4 separate regions of the Pan troglodytes genome follow, and regions 2, 3 and 4 are each linked to region 1. A link is a contact called in public Hi-C and capture Hi-C data. All regions are on one chromosome and are shown on one strand. Each heading gives the region's core, a stretch centred on a gene start, on an enhancer-like site or on the middle of the called end of the contact. The rest is flanking DNA. Distances are from core to core; before and after follow the strand shown. Region 1 overlaps CLYBL (citramalyl-CoA lyase). Region 2 holds the start of PCCA (propionyl-CoA carboxylase subunit alpha). Region 3 holds the start of ZIC2 (Zic family member 2). Region 4 has its middle 14 kb from the start of ZIC5.

What was found. A called contact is a pair of places that touch in the nucleus more often than the background predicts. Capture Hi-C pulls out chosen DNA fragments and counts their contacts.
Region 2: a contact with region 1 is called in a Hi-C map of stem cell-derived neural progenitor cells, with 2.4 times the contacts expected there. The contact joins the promoter of PCCA here to the enhancer-like site in region 1. A contact is called at or near these places in 2 of 7 Hi-C or Micro-C datasets (induced pluripotent stem cells and stem cell-derived neural progenitor cells) and 1 of 1 datasets of contacts at active chromatin or transcription factors (stem cell-derived excitatory neurons).
Region 3: a Hi-C map of induced pluripotent stem cells shows a contact between it and region 1, with 2.5 times the contacts expected there. The contact joins the promoter of ZIC2 here to the enhancer-like site in region 1. A contact is called at or near these places in 3 of 7 Hi-C or Micro-C datasets (induced pluripotent stem cells and stem cell-derived neural progenitor cells) and 1 of 1 datasets of contacts at active chromatin or transcription factors (stem cell-derived excitatory neurons).
Region 4: a capture Hi-C map of stem cell-derived neural stem cells shows a contact between it and region 1, with 4 times the contacts expected there. The contact joins two enhancer-like sites. A contact is called at or near these places in 2 of 7 Hi-C or Micro-C datasets (induced pluripotent stem cells and stem cell-derived neural progenitor cells), 1 of 1 datasets of contacts at active chromatin or transcription factors (stem cell-derived excitatory neurons) and 1 of 1 other capture datasets (stem cell-derived neural stem cells).

Annotation. Positions count from the first base shown.
Region 1 is chr14:105,265,429-105,268,000 of NHGRI_mPanTro3-v2.0_pri, reverse strand. The region is part of intron 1 of CLYBL (citramalyl-CoA lyase); the gene reads right to left. Among named protein-coding and RNA genes, the nearest start is that of CLYBL, 52 kb to the right of the region's middle. Within about 2 kb of position 1,285, at least 15 of the 24 cell types and tissues checked have an H3K27ac peak or open chromatin away from gene starts, as enhancers often do. A contact at or near this core is called in induced pluripotent stem cells, stem cell-derived neural progenitor cells and stem cell-derived neural stem cells, where this site is marked.
Region 2 is chr14:105,694,907-105,697,478 of NHGRI_mPanTro3-v2.0_pri, reverse strand. PCCA (propionyl-CoA carboxylase subunit alpha) reads right to left here and starts at 1,300. Exons shown (of 24, transcript XM_001149000.7): 1 at 870-1,300. The coding sequence starts at 974. It overlaps LOC107967971 (a long non-coding RNA gene), which reads left to right and starts at 1,115. Exons shown (of 2, transcript XR_001708840.3): 1 at 1,115-1,461.
Region 3 is chr14:105,587,612-105,590,183 of NHGRI_mPanTro3-v2.0_pri, reverse strand. ZIC2 (Zic family member 2) reads right to left here and starts at 1,269. Exons shown (of 3, transcript XM_003314197.7): 1 at 1-1,269. The coding sequence starts at 934.
Region 4 is chr14:105,565,978-105,568,549 of NHGRI_mPanTro3-v2.0_pri, reverse strand. No RefSeq gene overlaps it. Among named protein-coding and RNA genes, the nearest start is that of ZIC5, 14 kb to the left of the region's middle. Within about 2 kb of position 1,304, at least 9 of the 24 cell types and tissues checked have an H3K27ac peak or open chromatin away from gene starts, as enhancers often do. A contact at or near this core is called in stem cell-derived neural stem cells, where this site is marked.

The sequences.
Region 1 (2,572 bases), core at 36-2,535:
CTGTACAGCAGGCCCCTGCCCAGAGAATGCTGCTTTATTTCCACATATCAATTATTTATGCCGCCAAACAGGTTTTTGATAGAATCCTAGTGGTTTTAATTGGCTTCTGGTGACTATTACTATATAATACCTTTAAAATATCATCTACCTTATGATGGGAAAATAAAACTATGCCAATATGTAAGTTTTAACGGCATGCATTAATTTTTAAACTACTCCCGGATGTTTTAGGATTTCATGCCAATAAAGAATAGGGCATAGTATTCCTGGCATCATTAAATAAATGACTTTTGCCAACATCAACAAGCAAACAATAGAAAACAGGACTCCACCAACAAATGAAAAGGGGGTGTCAAAAAATTCAAGCCTGGCTTTTTGCATATGTAGTGAAACTGAAGGCACTTCCCCAGCAAGTATTGAAATGCACAGATAAGAACACAAAAGGCCTTGAAGTGGTTTGAAGGGTCGCAATTTGCTATTAAACACAGCAGATGGAAACCTGTGAAAGTCCACTTAACGGAACTTTTGAATGCTCCTGTGTGAAATCAAGAGTCATGCACAAGTTAGGGCAATCACTGATTCTACAGTTTTATTTTTTTAATTGCACTCTCAGTTTGTTAGAGGAGAAATACACACACACGCGCATATATATACACACACACAGACACACACACACACACACACACATAGCTTAGAGGATGATTTAGAAGAGGAATACTAATCCCCTGTCAGAAATTAAAATGCAAGGGTGAATAGCATGCAACTAAGTACCAGCAAAGAGTAAATATTGGTTATGTTTAGGAAAGAGCATAAAAACAGATGTGATATAAAGTTAGACCTTTCACTTCAAAAAATACTAAGCAACTAGTTCTTTGCCCCTGGGGGAAAAATCTCTTTTAATTATGTAAAAAGTGAAGAGACGGTAGTAGGATTCTTTACCTTTGAATACTAAATTAGGAAACAGCAGCATCAAAGGCAGGCTTGATCTGTTTTGCCTGAAAAATTAATAGGCTTTACAAGTCCTTTGCAATGGAGTCTAGGATTGCATAAAAAAAGAGGCTCTGGTGACACCAGCAGTCCCAGGAACAAAATGCAGCTGTGAAGGCGGGTTGGGGGTTGGGAGAGGGTTTTTGTTGTTTGGTTTTGGGGGATTTTTTTTTTACTTTTCTTTAATCAAAATGGATAAACCCGGCTGCCGAAACTCCGCAGAGAACCTGCTCTGCCCGAGGCTTCCTCCCCACCCCACCCCCTTGTTCCTGTCCACACCCCGCCCCGCTGCCTGTGGCCGAGGCCTGTCGCCGGGCTGGAGGGCCTGGCTACCCCAACTCCGCGGTTTCAAAGCGCAGAGAGTTGAAAGGAGGGGAGGCCGGCGTGGGGGAGAGGGACACCGGAGGAAACGCCTCAGAGTCCCCGGCAGCCTCGGGGTTTCGCGATGGTTCCCTCCTGGTCCCTCCTGGAAGTGGGAGGCGGACCCTGCGCTTTGCAGCAGAAACTTTCTGGGAGCCTGGAATTCTTGTCACCCGGTCCGCGGTCTCTCCAGCAGTGGGAGGAGCGCTGAAGGTGGTGATTACTATCGACAAACCTAAAATTCTTTCTCTTGAGAGCCCCCACACTATTCACCCCGAGTGGGCCTGCGGATGAAGCTGCTGGTGCCAAAAAGGGTAGGAGGGGGCGCCATGGCAGTCCCCTGCCGGCGGCCCCTTATGAAACCGGGCCGGTTGCTCTGCAGAGCGCACGCAGGCGGCCTTCTGCTCGCACATCGAACTGGCATCCTCGTCTTTTGTCCATGACGTCCCTGTGCCCCACTGCTGCAGCCGAGAGGGACCGGGGCACCAGCGGGCAGGGAGGGCTGGCGCGCCCCGCCAGGTCAATAGCAGGAAACCCCGAAGGCAGGGCGAGGAAGGCACGGGCTTGGGTTCTGCCCCGGACTGCGAGGAAACATGGAGACGCAGGGCGAGCAGCTCCTAAGGAAGCCGACTTGGCTTCTGTTCCTGGGAAAAGCGGATCAAGAAACTCGCTGAAGACCACTATTTACAGATGAGCCACAGCAGAGCTGCTTAATTCACTCAATAACAAACCTTAATTGCTCAAAACAAAGCAGCTAAGTCTCTTTAGAGTGCTTCAAAGGCCCTTCACATTGTAACTTGCAATATAAAATGTATGCAATATTTCCAAAAAAGAAAAAAAATTCAGAATCAAGGATAAAGTTAGAACTTTACCTTAATCTTCTTTTAAAGAGTTTAATTTTTTCCCCATCTCCCCCTCTAATTAGGTCAAAATTTAGATGTTATTATGATCTAACTACAATCTGTTTATTTTACTGCCTTTTTAAAAGAAAAGAGACATTTGTGCCTTAATCCTAAAAAGCCCCAAATCTGAATTTAAAAGAATAACATTATTGGACAATTATATGGAAAGTCAAGAAAGATTTTTGAAAGAACTATCAAAAGACAATATTTATATAGAATTCAAGCATTAGCGGTGAGCCTGACACAGCAAAACCATTGTATTTTCCACTAGTTTTGTTTTGCTCTATACAGCTGTGTTTTCACAGATGCAAAGCCATGTGTCT
Region 2 (2,572 bases), core at 51-2,550, 430 kb before region 1:
TTTAACAAGCACACTGAACCAGCTGACAGATGGTTTTCAGGGGACCTTCATTTTAAAGAATGTGTTCAAGTGCCTCAACAAACCTTATAAAGTAGGTTAGGTGGTCTGTGCCCCAGAATTAACGACAGACTCGACATTGACTGGAGACAGAGCTCAGAAGCACACACAAGCACTCCAACCTGTTTGTCAATCTGCCATCATGACAGCCTAGGTATACAGAACAGTCATGAAATGTGTTTAGAACAGTGCCAAAATCAGGCTCACCACTATACCGAAAAGGAAAGTAAGTTCACGGGATGCATTTGGTACACAGTAGACTGGGGTGTCATACAATTAAAACAGGCTTTCAAATGAAACGTAAAATCTATTGGCAGTCCTGACATGGTATAATACTTTAAAAGATAAGACAAACTCACAACCCTAACACTACTTAAGCAACAGTTCACAGTGTCCCTTCAAAAATGCTGGAAAGAGGCAACAGAACACGGAAACTATAAGGACACCTAAAAAGACACCCTGGAAAGCTTAAGACAAAGCCAATGCCGCGGGGCCCTGGAAGCAGACCTCGGGCAATATGCCTGCCCAAAGCCATCAGCCGCCTCGGAGGGCGTGCGGGCACCCAACTGCCTCTGCCCTAGGCCTCTCTGCTCCGCAGGATCCCCGCGAGGATCAGCTGCAACGAGGGATGCCTCCTGAGCCCGCTGCCACGCGAACTCCGGGAGGGAGGAGAGCAAGCGGTGTAGCTGAGGCGGAACCGGGGCGCGGGGGCAGCCGGACCCAGCCAGCGCTCTCCCGGCGCCAGCCGCCCAGAGGCGGCACGGCTAGAAGCCCAGTGAAGCCCGGACCCGCGAGGCCCCGTTGCTCCTCACCTTCAGGGTCCGCAGCGCCGCGCTCAGCATCAGCTGCTGCGGCGGCCACCGCCCACGCCGTCCGGCAGCGACCAGCGGTGCTGTCCCGACCCAGAACCCCGCCATTGTTGTCTCCGCAGACCGCCCCTCTGCTGACCTCTCACACAGCCGGAGGGGGTGGAGAAGGGGAGCGCAGGAGCTCCGGCAAATCACGAGCCAGAAACCCGATGCCCCGCCCCCTAACTTGCGTAAAGGGGAGGGTGAGTGGTCGGCCAGATCCGCCGGATCCGGGATCCGGGAGTCGCGCTAGGACCTGGAGGGCTAGTCGGCGGGCTGCGCGTCCGGCCGCTAGCGGAGCTGGAGGCCACCGGCCAGAGCCGACCCCAGGAGTGAGAGAGACAGGGGCGCGCGTGAGTTCCGGCGGCCTGCACCGGGCAAACCCGTACCTTCCCAGCATAGGCTCAGCAACCCACGTGCATCCAGGCCGGTTAATGTCATTGAGTCACTTCCGCGCCTTGGCCACCCTGGAGTCCCGAGAATCCGAAGTTCCAGACAAATGCCCAAACTACATTCCTACATGTTCGAAAGCGTAAATTGCAAAGCACAAATCCAGGTAAGGTTTTTAACGACTATAATAACACATAAAAAGTTCTAGGACTGGAAATCAGAGATCCGAGCTCAAGTCCTACCTCTGCCACTTAATATGTGTGTGTGAAAGAAATTAGCCACAACTAGAGTCAGTCTTTGTTGCTCGCAAGCAGAAACCCTTGTTAGTACAACTACTGGCCAGGCGCAGTGGCTCACGCCTGTAATCCCAGCACTCTGGGAGGCCGAGGCGGGAGGATAACCTGAGGTCAGGAGTTGGAGACCAGCCTGGACAACATGCCGAAACCCCGTCTCTACTAAAAAATACAAAAATTAGCTGGGCGTGGTGGCGCACTCCTGTAATCCCAGTTACTCGGGAGGAGGCTGAGGCAGGAGAATTGCTTGAACCCTGGAGGTGGAGGTTGCAGTGAGCCGGATCATGCCACTACACTCCAGCCTGGGTGACAGAGCAAACTCCGTTTCGAAAAATAAAATAAAAATTAGTGCAACTATTAAGGGCCGGGCCGTGTGCTAGAGCCTCAGATTCCCTCTTACTTGAGAGTTTACAAGAACCTTAATGGAGTATATATTATTTCCATTTGGAGAAACTGAAACTGTAGCAGGGTAAAGTCAATCAGCGAGTAAAAGGTCAAACTAGGGTTTGAACCCAAATCTGGCTGCCTTGAGGGACTGGGCTCATGTTTTGCTATATTATGGAAATTTTAAAATATATACAAAAGAGATAAAATTGCACTATGATCACCCAGATACCCATTACACCGCGTCAACGAATCAACATTTTGTCCATCTTGTTTCATCTATTCCCCTTTTTATTTTGTGCAGGAATATTTTAAAGCAAATCTAAGACATCAGACCACCTCATCTATAAACACATCAGTATTGGGGGTTCTCCTCTTAACTACTTTGCATCTCCTGCAGAGTCACCTTGAGAGAGTTACAAAGCTAGGAATGGCCTAGAGTACACTACAGCATGGTAAATGCCCAAAGAGAGAGAAATAAAATGGGGATATCAGAAAGGTGACATTTAATGGAATTTTAGAATGTAAGTAGGGACTTTTGTGACAAAATGAAAAGGATTATCAATTTTACAGGACTTCTCACTTATGTACCTCAGTCTT
Region 3 (2,572 bases), core at 20-2,519, 320 kb before region 1:
CCTCGCGCGGACACTCCTCCCAGAAGCAGACGTGGTTGCTCTGCTCCGGGCCGCCGACGTGCTCCACGGAGACGTGTGTCACCAGCTCGTGCATGGTGCTGAAAGTTTTGTTGCAGCTCTTCTTGGGATTGCTCAGCTGCTCGGGGTCGATCCACTTGCAGATTAGCTCCTGCTTGATGCACTGCTGCCGCATATAGCGGAAAAAGGCACCGGGGTGGTGGTGGTGGTGGTGGTGGTGGTGGTGGGCCGCGGCTGCTGCCATGTTCATACCCATGTTCATATTCATGGGGCCGTACTGGTTGTGGAGTTGCGCCGCCGAGTAGGGGTCGGTCCGCGGGCTGGCCACCTGGCGGTATTGCTCCGAGCGCCCGAACACCTCGCCGGGCAGCCCGAGGCGCATCTGCCCGTTGAGCACATTCTGCGAGCCGTGCGGCCCGTGCTGCTCTGGCAGGCCCGGGAAGAGGAGGTGGCCCTGCGCGTCCGAGTGCGCGTGGTGCAGGCCGCCCGCGCCCGGCCCGAACAGCCCGTGCTGCCCGCCGCCCGGCGCCGAGTCCCCGAAGCCGCGGCTGCGGAACAGGAAGTCCCGGGTGGAGTTGAAGGGCGGCCCAGAGTAGGAGCCAACGTGCGCGGCGTGGGGCCCGAGCGCTGCGGCCGCAGCGGCAGCCGCAGCGGAGCCGGGGTAGGCGCCGGGGCCCTGCGACGTGAACGCCGAGCTCTGGCCCGGGGACAGCTCGTGCGCGCCCGGGTTGAGCTTGAAGGCTCCCATGTGCGCGGCGGCGGAGTCAACGAAGCCGTTCTGCGCCGCCGCCAGGCTCAGTTCACGGTCCTGCATCTCGGCGGCAGCCGCCGCCGCCGCCGCGGCGGAGTGGTGATGGTGGCGCGCGAAGCTGCCCACCCCGATGGCCGGGAACTGCGGACCCGCGTCCAGGAGCATGGCCAGCGCGCCCGCCCGCCCCTGCGAGCCCTGCGCCTCCGCGCCGCCTCGACTCCCGCTCCCGATCCGCGCGGTGCGTCCGGCGGCCACCGGGCTCCAGGCGCAGGCGGCGGTGGTGGCGGCCGCTTCAGCCCTGGGAGCCGCTCTCCTGCGCCCGCCGCCTCCGCCGCCGCCTGGATCTGCCTCGGGCGGCCGGGCGCGTAGCGAAGGCGCGGAGAGGAAGAGGAGGAGGAGGCGGCGGCGCGGGAGGAGGAGGAGGAGGTGGAGGAGGAGAAGAGTCCAAAGCCAGGCAGAGAACCAAAGTGTATTAAAGGAGCTGCGGCGGGGGCGGGCGGGCAGGGCAGGGGAGGGCGGGCGGGAGGAGGGAGCCGGAGGGAGGTGTGGGGAGCCGAGAGGAGAGGGGGGCTACCGGGGGGCGAGCGCCGCGCCGCAGCCCCCACCCCTGCGCGCACCCGCGCGCGCACGCACACACTCACTCGCACGCCCAGCGGACCCGGAGCCCGGCCGCGCCGAGCAGCGCCGGTAGAATGCAGTCACAACCGCGGCAGGGCCACGGTGCCCGAGCGCGGCGGCCGTGCGCACGCCAGGCAGACGGGCGAGGAGAGGACCGAGGCGAGCTCCGCGCTCGGCACCCGGGGCCAGCGCACCAGCGGCTCCACCTGACCGCGGCGGGGGCGCCGGGGCGGCAGGCGGAGTCCAGGCGTCCTCTCCGCGGCGCTCTGCGGCGACAGCTCCCTCCCCCGCGGCCCTACTCGCGCCGCCCCGCGCGCGGCGGGTATTGTTCGGAGCCGCGGCCGCAGTGTTTAGCCCTCCTCGGCCTCGGCGCTTGGCATTGGCTGCGCCTCGCGTAGTAAACTTGCAGTGGCCACGAATTTCCTCAGATGAAGGCAGCAGCCGCGCCGCTCCCCCTTTCTTTAAGTTGTGCCGGAGGAGGAGGCGGGGGAGTAGGGGGGAGGGGGATGTGGGAGGGGAGAAAGCGAGCAGGGGGAGGGGAGGAGGGGGAGGCTGGGCTGAAAAACAATAACAACAATAAAAAAGTGATCTCTCGCTCGCCTCCTCCCTCCCGCCGGTCGGGCCTGGGCGCTGGGCCCGGAACTAGTGACCGCGCCGCGTGGACCCAGCGCAGTCCGCGACCCGAGGGAGTGTGAGGCCCAGGCGGGCTCCCAGGTCTCGGCTGCGGTGGGCTGCGTTCGCCACCGCCTCCGTTGATTTCGATGGGCGCCGCCAACGCTGCAGCGGCAGCCTTTTATTTTTTATTTTTTGTCTCCTCCTTTTCCTCTCCCCTCCCCCCGCACCCCCTAGTCTCCCGCCCCGGCCTCCCTCCCTCCCTCCAGCTCGAGGCCGGGCCCCCCGGTCAAACCGCCCCTTTAACGGCGGCTCCCGCCCTCCCGGCGCCGCGATTGGCCGCCGCGGCCTAGTCAGTCCCGCGCCCCCGCCCCGCTGCCGGGCCCGCCCCTCAGTCCTCGCGCTCCCTGAGCTGCTGCCGGCTCAGGCAGCCGCCGAACGTGCCCGTGGGCCCGGCCTGCCATCCTGCCGCGCTTCTCCCGAGACCTCGGCGCCGCGGCTTCTAGTCCTGGCCGACCGCGGCGCTCCCGGGAGCCGGGCGTCCAGCGTGGCTCGGACGCGGGCCCGGGCCGC
Region 4 (2,572 bases), core at 55-2,554, 300 kb before region 1:
CATCTCTCTATCTGTCTATGAAATGGGACAAGAGGTGCTGGCCACTAATATTTTTAAATCCCAGTTGGGTTAGGAAATCCAGCTCCTGGGGAGGGGGCAGGGGAGACATCTGGTTTCTCAAGTGATCACCTTAAACCAGCAGAAAAGAAGGCTGATCACAAGGCAAACAAAACAACCCAGCCGCTTATTATTAATGGCACTTTCATCCCCTCACATCACTCCTGGCCTGCCAGTCCACCCACAGTGTAGCAAAACAGGACGCCCAGCCACGGAAGCCTTCCAGGTCTGGAGGCACAGGCAGGCCGGCAGGAGACCCTAGGTGAAACTGCCCTGGGGACCCCAGTACACTTCCCCTCTGTAGATAAAAACTCAGCCCCACACCCACGCACTCCCCGAGCACACATTAACATACACTGCAAGTGCCTAATCAGGCAGGGAGAAGTTCAAAGCCATGTTTTTTTTCTTTTGGAAATTCAAACTACTGCTTCTATGGTCCATCCGCGCGGGGCGTCAGGATCGCTGTGGCAGTGGGCAGGGCCAGGGGAGTCGCCGGCAGAGGGGCCACTGTGATTCGAGACAGTCGATGAGACACAGCTGCAGTGACCTTTTTACTTTCATGCCAAGTTACTTCAGTCCACTTGCACCTCATCAGAAATTTTATATATATATATACATATATATATACATATATATATACATATATATATATATATATTCAGCGTTTAAGATTCTTCCATAGAACCTCCTAGCTTGAGAGAAAGGGGAGAGAAAGAATGAAGAAAGGAGGATAGGAGCGGAGGAGAGTCGGGGTGGGGAGTGGGTGATGTTCGAAGGGTGGGGGAGAGGGGCAGGGGCGCCAGAGCCCCAGCTCCTCTTCCTTCCCTCCCCACCTAAGTACTTTTATTTGCAGAGCGATTGTTCTTTGTTTATTTAATACAAGTACTGTGTGAATGGTGAAAAATAAACACGATGAAAAATAACCAAACAGATGATTCCTCCGAGTGAAAAAGCCCGGACTTAATAAAAGTGCGAAGCAGTCACCGCTGAATGAGAAACCCTTTGAAGTGGAACTTATTATAGGAGGAATACTTTGGGGTTGCCTTAACGACGCCGCTGAATCGAAAGCGCTCGCCTTTGTCAGCGATTTGTTCTCCTTTGCTGGGGTGCCCGGAGAAATTACTTACATGGGCTGCCTTAACATGCAGCCTGCAAATCAGTAACTTTGCAGCTCAGACTCGCAGACGCCACTCGGCTGCGGACAAAAAGAGTCAGGGGGGAAACGCACCAACCTTTCACGCCGAGGCTCTGGGGCTGGGGGCGCACGGGCGTGTTGGGGTCGGCAGATAAGAAGTTGTATCACAACGCCCCGCCTCGTCCAGGCTTCCCTCTTCTTCCCTCTGCACCCCCTCGCCAGTCCGGGCTGGGGCTCTGCGGGCCCGGACTCCGCTCGGTGGCAGCGGAGGCCCGGCTCCTCCAGGGCCCACCGGCGAGGGGCGCTCTAGGGCGCGCGGCCGGACGCGGGACTTTCCCAGCAGCTCGGGCCATATTTAATAAGGGTCGTTCATCACCGAGGCGCTTTGAAGGGTCGCCTCCAGCCCTGTGCCCATTAGAAAGGCGGAGGTGACATTTAAACTCCGTTTTCAAGGATCGCGGGGGGATTTCATTGAAAAGGCAACTCGTTTGTCTTATGAGCCTGGAAACAACCCCCTTCTCGCTCCTTTTGACCACATGGCATAACTCAAAAACAATAGTTCAAAAGTGAAATGGCATCGTGGTGTTCATTCGGAGACAGGCCCCCATCTAGCACCAGAGAAAAGGGGTAGTCCGCAAGACAATGTGCTTTTTGTGTCCGACTCTGTCACAAGGTTTGTGTTGTTTGCTTTGGAGGCTGCGCCTGTTATACTTTCCTGAAAGTGCTTGTGTTAAACAAGAGTTATAAGTCATCCAAAACAACAAACATTTTGATTTTCTTTGCCTAAAGGGCTTTCCCTGGCTATGGGCACCGTGAAAAAATAATGTCCTTGCTGAGAAAGGAACACCAGTAGTAGCATTACAAGCGGGCGCATTAAATATTGAATGACACGGGAAAAAGAGCTTGTCGAGGGGCACTCAGCCTTAAAGTCTTTCTTCAACTTTGTCTTCGGTGGCTGCTGGACTATTTAAGATGGTATTAATTAAGGCAGCTTCGGATGCTGCCGAGCCGGTCGGCCCCTCGGCCGCGCTCGGTCAATGGGCCTGTGCCCCCGCGCTCTGCTCACGCGTTGGCTGAGCCGAGTGCAAATGTCACTTCTCATTTGGAGGCTGAAGAGAAGTGCCCATCCTACATTAAGGGCAGCAGGGATGCAGTCAGCAGCAGGCGTTAAAGGAATACGAGGGACTGGGGTGAGGGGAGGGAAGGCGGGAACAAAATGGGAACAGCTGCCCGGGGCGGGGTCGAGAGAGTGCCCCAAGCACAGCTTTTGGCACATTTTGGAGAGCGCCGCTGGCAAACCGGGGCCACGCGGGACTCGCTGGGTTGGAAGACCCCCTCTCTTTCGTCGTTCCTGCGTGGGGAAAATGAAAACTCTAGCTC